Linked DNA regions of Mus musculus: region 1 is linked to region 2. Evidence: chromatin contacts called from public HiChIP or PLAC-seq data. All regions are on one chromosome and are shown on one strand. The core of a region is the stretch at or near the end of the contact, and the rest is flanking DNA. Distances in the headings are between cores, read along the strand shown.

Region 1 (4,511 bases), core at 1,610-4,109, 82 kb after region 2:
AAATTAAAAATACCCACTGGCTTTTACTGCAGGAAACTCAAAGGCATGAAGAGTGTAATATTTTTATTAATATTAACATCATCTAGTGCTTGCATACTTCATTTTCCAGGTTCTGGAACTTTATGGATGATAGACTGTTCCTTTGATCTTTTCATGTCATTCAGAGCTCTATTTCCTGTGTAAACACCTTTTCCTGATAACCCACACTAGGTAGCAAGGCCCCTTAGTTACCCCCTAAGTACCCCTTATCTACCTTCAATCCAGAAAGTCTCAACACTCAGTTCTGGGGTCTATTTCTCCAACCAGTGAAAACTGAAACCTGCCAACCTTACTCTCTCCACTTCATGCCTGGCATGAAGTGGGTGCCCATAAAGGTTTGAAGCTGAATGGATGAATAAATGAAGTCAGACTTTTCAAATAGCTTATAAATCGTCTCATTGAATGTTAGCATAAGCCACATGTATATGAAAAATAGCTGCACTTTCAAAAGTCTGGAACAGAGTAGCAACCATACATGCTTTCTACACACTTACAGTGACTAGTCATATTGGGAAGCTGGAGAGTGTATCTCGGGGGAGTCTCACTGGCCTGGTATGCACAGATCCTGAGTTCAGTCTTCAGCAATGCCAAAGAGGAGATAGGTGGACTTGTGGAGGATTGGGCTGGGAGGAACCAAGGTGAATGGATGAGCCTGAGATTTACTTCAGCCTTTGGGATGAGATGGGGCCTCTTCAAAAGAGGTGAGGGACACAAGACAGCCAAAGTCATTACCAGAAGAGGTCACAGTTATCCCCTAGATGTCTCCAGGGTCTTCCCCAACCTGAATTACTCACTCCTAGCCTTGAGCAAACTCCCCACCACCACCACCCCATAACATGTCTCCATGCTTTTATGGTTTAATTTCAAGATTTTATATTCATTTGTTCACTCATTCAATCATTCATGCAGGTGTGAGGATTCCCATGTTGTTCAGTATGGTCTTAGTCTTCTGTGTTCAAATGATCCTTCTGCCTTTACCTTTCATGTAGCTGGGAGCAGAATGACCCACTGGCTTCACATTTATCATCTTAAAAGGCTAAGCTAGGCATAGTAGTAGCTCATGTCTAGAATCCTACTGTTCAGGAGGTTGAGACAGGAGGGTTGCCTTGAGTTGTAGGTCAGCTTTGGTGTACACAGTCAGTTTCAGACCAACCTGAATGACCTAGCAAAAAACCCTTTCTCAAAACACCAAATCAAAAACTACAGTGAAAGAGAGAAACTGAAGCAGGAGGATCTCAAATTCAAGGCCAAATTGTCATACTTAGTGAGTTCAAGGCTAGCCTAGGCTACATGGTAAGGCTGGCTCTTCAAGGCTAGCCTAGGCTACGTGGTAAGGCCTGGCTCACTCAATGACTCAGTTAACTGATCAATGAAAACTGGAGATACAGCTCAGGTAGAATATTTACATAGTGTGTATGAGGCCTGGGTTTATTCCTAGAATCTTGCCAAATTTGAATTTGTAAGTACTGCATTGTTTTCTTGTCTATTTTTTTTTTTGAACCAGTGTCTTGTTGTGTAGCTTAGACTACTTTCAAATCTTTATACCCCTTCCTCAGCCTCTTGTTGCTAGGATTATCGTTGTGTGCCACCATGCCTTGTTACACACACACACACACACACACACACACACACACACATATATATATATATATATATATTTTTTTTTTTTTTTTCCTGAGACAGGGTCTCACTCTGTAGCCCTGGCTGGTCTAAAACTCACTATGTAAACCAAGATGGCCTCTACCTCACAGAGATCCTTGAAATATTTCTTTTGACAAAAATGAGTTTGGAGACCTGGTTTGAGTAGGATTTATTTATTCTTCTATATTCATGTTGAGCAACCCAAGCTGGGTGTCAGAATCTTTTCCTTATTACAATACTGAAACCCCAGCTCTTTCCCAATATCAAAACCCAAGTCCTTCCTCTTTTTAAAGGGGACCTGCTCCTCCCCCTTTATTTTTTCCTCTGGTTAGAGGAAATTCACAGAGCCAAGATTTAAAACTGGGGGTAGGAGGGTCATCTGTTGAGGGCTCCCTGGCTTTAGGAACACGGCCCGCCTCTTCACTTCCTGACGTCATGCTATTTTTGTCTCTGTATAGCTCATTGACACGATCGCCTCGGAGATCGGAGAACTGAAACGGGAGATGGTGCAGACAGATATCAGCCGGGAAAATGGCCTGGAACCTTCTGAAACCCACAGGTGATCAAAGACAAAGCTAGGTGCTTGTTGCAGCGAGCTGGGGGACGCAGAGAAGCTGGTGAATGAAGAGGGCTGGCAATCCTGTCACTCCTTCAAAGTTTGGGCACTGGGAGTGTGGTGATACCACCAGATGAAATTCTCTGTAGGAGGTGGGAGTGGCCTAGAAGCTCCTTGCCTGCTTGTTTATTTTAATTGCTTTGAAGGCACTTGAACTTTCTACCTTCTTGATTCCTCCTGGCACCAGAACCGGGAAATTGTCAGTCACGTATCACAGTGATGGAAAGAGTAATACAGCGGACCTTCCGTGCATGAAGTAGAATTCAGTATAGCCCTGGAAGTCTCCAGAAGGTTTAAAGGGGAGCAACTAAAGAGGATGGACCCATTTTGCATTCTCAGGTCAGAAAAATCCTCAGATCTACAATAGCTATTAACCTGAAAAGCCATCAGGGGGTTTATAACTAAATGAGGTCATAAATGGCTGTGCCAATTTGGCATGCTGCATACTCTTTGAATATGTAGGAGGGGCTGGTTTTGCACTGGAAAATTATCTTTACAGGGGTCAGAGGTGAGGTTGTAGGTTGAAGGTCAAACCTCTTAGCTCTTTGATAGAGCCTTAGTTGTTGGCAGAAAAGCAGAAGGTCATTGCTACTGAATGATGGGCGTGTTGGTTGGGGCCTAGAAAACCAGGTTCATCACCCCACCCCCTCTTCCCTGCTTGAGGCTGCATGGAATAGTACAAAGTTAAGATTTATTATGTGAGTCTGCTTGCAAGTCACAGGACACGCAGACAAACCAGGTGACACTGGTTGCCCAGGCAAGTTTCAAACCAGCCTGACTTGTTCTCTGCCCAAGACTGAGGGAGGGGAAAAAAAAGCCACCAATCAAGGGAGGCGGTTGCTAGGCAGCTAGAAGGTGGTGCTGGAGCTGCATTTGCCTTAGCTGGGCAAGTTCTAGGTACCCTCTACTTCCTGGCCATTTCTACAAAGTAGTGGAGGTAGACCAGGTGTCCTTCCATGCTTCTTGGCTTTTAGTGCTTTCTTTATACCCTGGTGTGAATGGACTTTGATTAGTTACATTGTTTTCTCCCATAAACTTGACACACATGCTCAGTGCACAATGGTTTTCAGCTAGAGATTTTCCCCCCATCTCATATCCATAGTTCAAAGGCTATTCTTGGAACTTTTGTGCAGGGTTGAGCTTTAGTCTCTGCACTGCTATATGTAAGCAAAACTGGAGTCTAGGCTGATAAGGAGTAGAATTTAGTGACATTTGTTTTGTCTATGTCTAGGAGAAATGGAAACCATGTCCCCAAGCTCTGCAGGGGACAGACACAGAGTGAAAAAGATCTCCTCTAAGTATAAGTCACAGGGGTTATTAAGGTTTTGGGGGGGGGGTGGGCTGCAAACCATTGAGATCTTACTTCCTGACCTCAGCAGATAATAGGGTGAGAGCTGGAGTTCATTTAATCACTAACATTGCTTGTGTTTATTTGTGGTGCATGCTGAGTATATGTTGCACTTCTGAGGCTCACTACACTGAGTATACCACACTCCCAGCCCTAATATCTCTTTTCATCTTTTTCTTTCCAAATTTAAGAATGATCAAAAGTGTGGGACGTGACTGGTCATGGTAGTGAATGCCTTTAGTCCCAGCAGAAGTAGAGGCAGGCAATCTCTGTGAGTTTGAGCCTAACCTGATCTACATAGCAAGTTCCAGGTCAGCCAGAGATACATAATAGATAAACCTGGTCTCAAACAAATCAGCAAACAAAACCAAAAAGAATGACCAAAAGTACACCACAATAACATATTTGTTCAAACTAATATCCTTGGATACTGTGTTCATTAACATGGAATTTACTCATTTTTAGAGGTACCTTACTTGCCAGACATAGTAGCAAATATTTGTTTTATAGATAGATAGATAGATAGATAGATAGATAGATAGATAGATAGATAGATATAGCGAGATAGAGATAGAGATATTGTGCTTATTATGTGTTGGCCTCAGGAGTTTGAAGCTACCAGCCCATTGTATCTCCTAACTATTATAAAAGACAGAGAGAGGTCCATTATTAAGCTTGTTCTACTCATGTGGAAATTGATAATGTGGCTAAAACATCAAACCAACAATTCTTGGTCATTAAGATTTTTTAGAAGCAGTGACTGCTTTTAATTTATCCATTTTCCCAATGGAGGTATCAGGAGAGCCAGGCAACAGGGAGGTAGGAAAAAGAGACTTTGAGTTGTTTCCAGAACGAAGAAAGACATAG
Region 2 (4,294 bases), core at 656-3,155:
CTGAGTCAGGGTTGTGTTTCACCCTAGGGAGTGATTTGACCCCCTCTGAGTGAAAGTGGGTGCATGGAGGTGAGACCTACTTTGCGCATCTCTGCACTCCCTCTAAGGCAGCTGTTCTCAAACTGAAGGTCATAAGCCCTTTGGGAGTCAAACGACCCTTTCACAAGGGTCACCTACAACCATCAGGAAATACCGATGTCTAAATTATGATTCAAAATAGTAGCAAAATTACAGTTACAGAGTAGTAGCAACAAGAATAATGTTATGGTTGGGAATTACCACAACATGAGGAACTGTGCTAAAGGGTGGCAGCATTAGGAAGGTTGAGAACCCCTGCTCTGACGGCTGCTGCAGAGCACTGGCTGAGTTAGTGATAATGCTTTAAAAGTTGGACCCATGTTAGGCTGTAACTGGGTCTGTCCCCAGTTGACATCTCCCTTTCCTTCCTGGAAAACTAAGCTTGCCGCAGAGACTCGAGTTTCTAAGACCCTCATCAAGGAGAATCTCATTTCCCATTGGCTGAGCATGAGATGAGTTTAGGCTTACCAACTTAGGGCTTAAATGTACCCAGCGCATCAGACTTACTTTACCATGAACATCTCTCAGGATGAGTCAGGTATAGTTGTTATTTGTGGATTGCATTACTAACATGTTTGTCTAATATTATGGCCAAGATGGATGAGGTGGGTATAGACTTACATGGCATCCAGGTTCTTTTCTTCTTGGTTCCCTTCCTGAGGCAGGTGACTGTGTCACATAGGTGATTTTAGGTTCTTTCTCACACCAGATCTCTAAAATGGATTGTCAGGCTCCCTAAAACTTAGATCTGGCTCTCTGTGACACAGGGTTTATTTGAGGTTCTCTTTGAGATAGGATCTCTCAATAATGCTGACTTGCCTGGGATTCACTGTGTGACCCAAGCTGACCTTGAGCTCACAATTCCCCTACCTCAGCCTGGGTTGAGAGTCCAGCATCTGCCCCATTGTTGTCCAGCACCAATTCAATTATTTCAAGCGCTTAGAGACAATCACAAACAGTGCTTATGTGATTTCTTTTTTAATATCAAACATGGCTTCTGACCGCTCCAGAAAGGCTACGGAAATGCCTAAGGAGTGTCCAGCTTCTCCCTTGCAACTGCCCCAGTGACCTTAGAATTCAGCCTACGTAGTAAAGCTGGCTTCCTTTCCAGTCTTACCATATTTATTTGATCCTCTTACGTAAATTAGACACTCTAATGAGCAAAGTGTTTTGATTTGCTTTTCCTGCTGCTTCTGTTGATGTTACCATGGGCCAAAAGCATATTTACAAAAATCCCTTTACTTTTACTGAGCCTTGGTTTTTGTTTTTGTTTATGGTTTTGGTTTGGTTTTAATTAGATAAGATTCCCCTTTTCTGGGTGTTTCTTTTCTAGAAATTATCCATCTGATCCACTGAACTGGTTGGAGTCTACTGGTGCCTCTGGAATCCTTACTGGCCTTTCATCCTGTGAGTTCATTGTGATGTCTCTGCAGACACAATAGCTGAGTGCTGTGTCCCTCAGTAATTTACTACCCTGTGCAGGTGGAATCCAGACCCTATTAGCAATAACTTTCCATTCTTCCTGTCAGAAGGGACACTTTGATAGACTCCAGGTCTTTCAGGGTTCTTGAAATCTTGGCTTGTATAGACAGAGTTTGCAGCCTGACCAGGCTTCTCACCCCTAAATATCAGCAGCACATAGATGAGTGAGAATCTGCCCTCACAGGGCCCATCACTTCTGCTTCTGCCTCAGGTTCCTCCTTGTTCATTGGAAATCAGTCAAGAATAGAACTTCTCTCATTCCTCCGTCAACTGAGGATTGGGTCTTTCCGTGCGTGAGTTAGGTCAAGGGTGTGTCATATGTACTTTTTAATTATATCAGTTCCATGGGAACATGTAGGGACAGTTGTATCCCACTTCCACTTGTGTCTTCTGTCTTTGAGACTGACTTACACAGCAGGGTGAATCACATACTTCCTCTATTGACAATGACAGCACGTCATGTAATTTTTCTCTTGCAGTACAAGAACTTCAACCTAGGGCCTACTGCCAAACTACAGCCCCGGCCTGTTTTTTTCACCTTTGGATTTGGAGATAGGGGCATAATGAAGTTGCCCAGGCTATCCTTCAACTAAGTTCGCATTCCCTTTCAACCTCACTGACTTCTGTGAGGAGCTGTTGAGTGGCTCATTTATTCTACCATCCCTAGAGCCACGCTTGCCTTACTTCAACCCTACACTCTCTTAACCTGCCTTGGTATCTCAGATTCCCTTTGCTAATTGGCACCTTGGTAGGCTTATCTGGTGTGAAGCCCTAGCAGATATTGTAGGTAGAAGGAGGGTAAAGCCTGGGAATATCACTTTGGGGTATTGATTCCAGATGTGTACCTCATCAGAATCACAGATTAGCTGGGGTCATAACGGGAGGACACCTACATGGAGGAAGGGAACGCCTATGTGTGCTGAGAGGCTCCTGAAATGGCCACCCGTCAATAAGAAGTTCACAGAGGCCATGATTGATCTGCTTCTTGAGGAATATATTGGTGTCTTCCTGGTGGGTACCTATGATGGACATGCATGGAAGAATAAAGTAAGCAAATGGCTATGGGAAACTTAAGTAGGTGTACTTAACAAACAAGAGGAATTTGTTAACATGATGAGATAAAGCCCTTCCCCAAACCCTAGCCCAAATTATATATATCCTGGGCGCACTCATGATGAACCCTCTTTAATAGCCTCACTGAGGAAATTGTACCTCCTGGTAAAAGGGAAGTCCCTGGAGTCCTAGAGTTCTAGATTGCAGAGGAGTAACCCATATTAGAGTGACCAACCTACTTAGCATGCCGGGCTTCCAGAGAAGACCAATCACCCCTGACTTACAGTGATTTTTTTTTTAATTTTTTCACTTTGCTATAGAATAAAAGTGATAGAATTTCAGTAGAAACAATACTTTAGATTTTGAAATTTGATCTTTTCCTAGGCTACCAATACACAATCCAGGACTGTTAATTGTTCTTCTGCAGGCTGCTGGCTTTCAGTGTCTCAAGCACCCTGAAGGCAGGCCGGGCTCTGTTGTGTTTTGTAGTTTAGATATGTTTGACACATTTTTCAATGTGATATTTTCAGCTTGCAATAGGCTTATTGGACTAAACCCTATTGTAAGTTGAGGAATATCTGCCTTGTGTTTGATGAGAAGGCACTGTGACTTACAAAGTGACTGAAAGTCTGTATATTAGCAAGGTTTGTATGCATGCAGAGGAATTGCTCCAGCTGGTTTAGGTAAAGAATGGTACCAAAGAATAGGACTCTCAGAATCATGGATGGACCATGAACTGAGCATCCTAAGTGGCTCTCACAACAACATAGCAGAATTGCCCAACTTACAGTCCAAGAGCAGGAAGATGCTGTCGGGATCACGTCTTTAGCTGTTGCTCAGTGCCACACTAGTTCGACCTTGGTCCCTGACTACCACATGGATGCTTGTTCTTATCCCAGATATGGGGTCCGGTTTCCAGCAAAGCTTTGCATGGGCCCATCTGTTTCATCAGAGCCCAGATAATGCGACCACACCCCAGCAATAAGAAGCCAGGAAACAAGGGTTCTAGTGTCTTATGTAGCACTCTAGATTAGAAGTTTAGGAGTTACCCCTTAAGACCTTAGATGTAGGGGTGTGCTCACAGGATTCTGGGCATGCGCAAATGATAGGACTCGGCCTTCAGGAAATACATATTAAAAGGATGAGGACAAAGGATGAAATTTGTATGTTTAAGAACCATTTTGGTGAAACCCCTTAGTTTTTTTAGTCAAAGCCAACCTCCATGACTTCATATGGGGCCATGAGATGGCTGGTTTCTTCAGTTGTCCCATAATAAGCCCCCTGCAGTCTAACCTCTGCCTGAGTCTGCTTCCTGGAGCCCCATCCTATTATACTCAGCATCTGTAGCAACCACATAGGCAGATGCCCACATGCCACGTCCCACGCCAAGAATGTGCAGCTGCCAATTGCTCCCCGCCAGGTAATGTCTGGTGTCTGCTGCTTGGAAATGGCTTCAGTCATTTAAAAACTTGGTGTAAATTTTTACATAATTTTTTAACCTGAAAAAGTAATTGGATTCTAGTTAAATATGCACATGGTAAAGCACTTAGGGTAAAGTATAGACATGTGCCTTTTTTCTTTCTTTTTTTTTTTTTTTTTTTTTTTTGAAATGCACCAAAAATAGGATGAATCATCAGGATCCGAATCCCAGCCTAATGGCTTTCCCAGCTGCCCCAGCTGC

What was found. HiChIP or PLAC-seq counts read pairs in DNA pulled down with a chosen protein or histone mark.
Region 1: a contact with region 2 is called in an H3K27ac HiChIP or PLAC-seq map of microglia, with 3 times the contacts expected there. The contact joins two enhancer-like sites. A contact is called at or near these places in 1 of 15 datasets of contacts at CTCF or cohesin (the NIH/3T3 cell line), 1 of 484 Hi-C or Micro-C datasets (bone marrow-derived macrophages), 1 of 115 datasets of contacts at active chromatin or transcription factors (microglia) and 2 of 9 other capture datasets (adipose tissue and liver).

What each region holds. Positions count from the first base shown.
Region 1 is chr2:145,820,127-145,824,637 of GRCm38.p6, forward strand. Rin2 (Ras and Rab interactor 2) reads left to right here. Exons shown (of 13, transcript NM_028724.4): 3 at 2,139-2,239; 4 at 2,484-2,635. The coding sequence starts at 2,613. Among named protein-coding and RNA genes, the nearest start is that of Rin2, 36 kb to the left of the region's middle. Within about 2 kb of position 2,860, at least 101 of the 459 cell types and tissues checked have an H3K27ac peak or open chromatin away from gene starts, as enhancers often do. A contact at or near this core is called in bone marrow-derived macrophages and microglia, where this site is marked.
Region 2 is chr2:145,739,031-145,743,324 of GRCm38.p6, forward strand. All of the region lies in intron 3 of BC039771 (cDNA sequence BC039771), which reads left to right. Among named protein-coding and RNA genes, the nearest start is that of Gm34513, 17 kb to the left of the region's middle. Within about 2 kb of position 1,906, at least 25 of the 459 cell types and tissues checked have an H3K27ac peak or open chromatin away from gene starts, as enhancers often do. A contact at or near this core is called in bone marrow-derived macrophages and microglia, where this site is marked.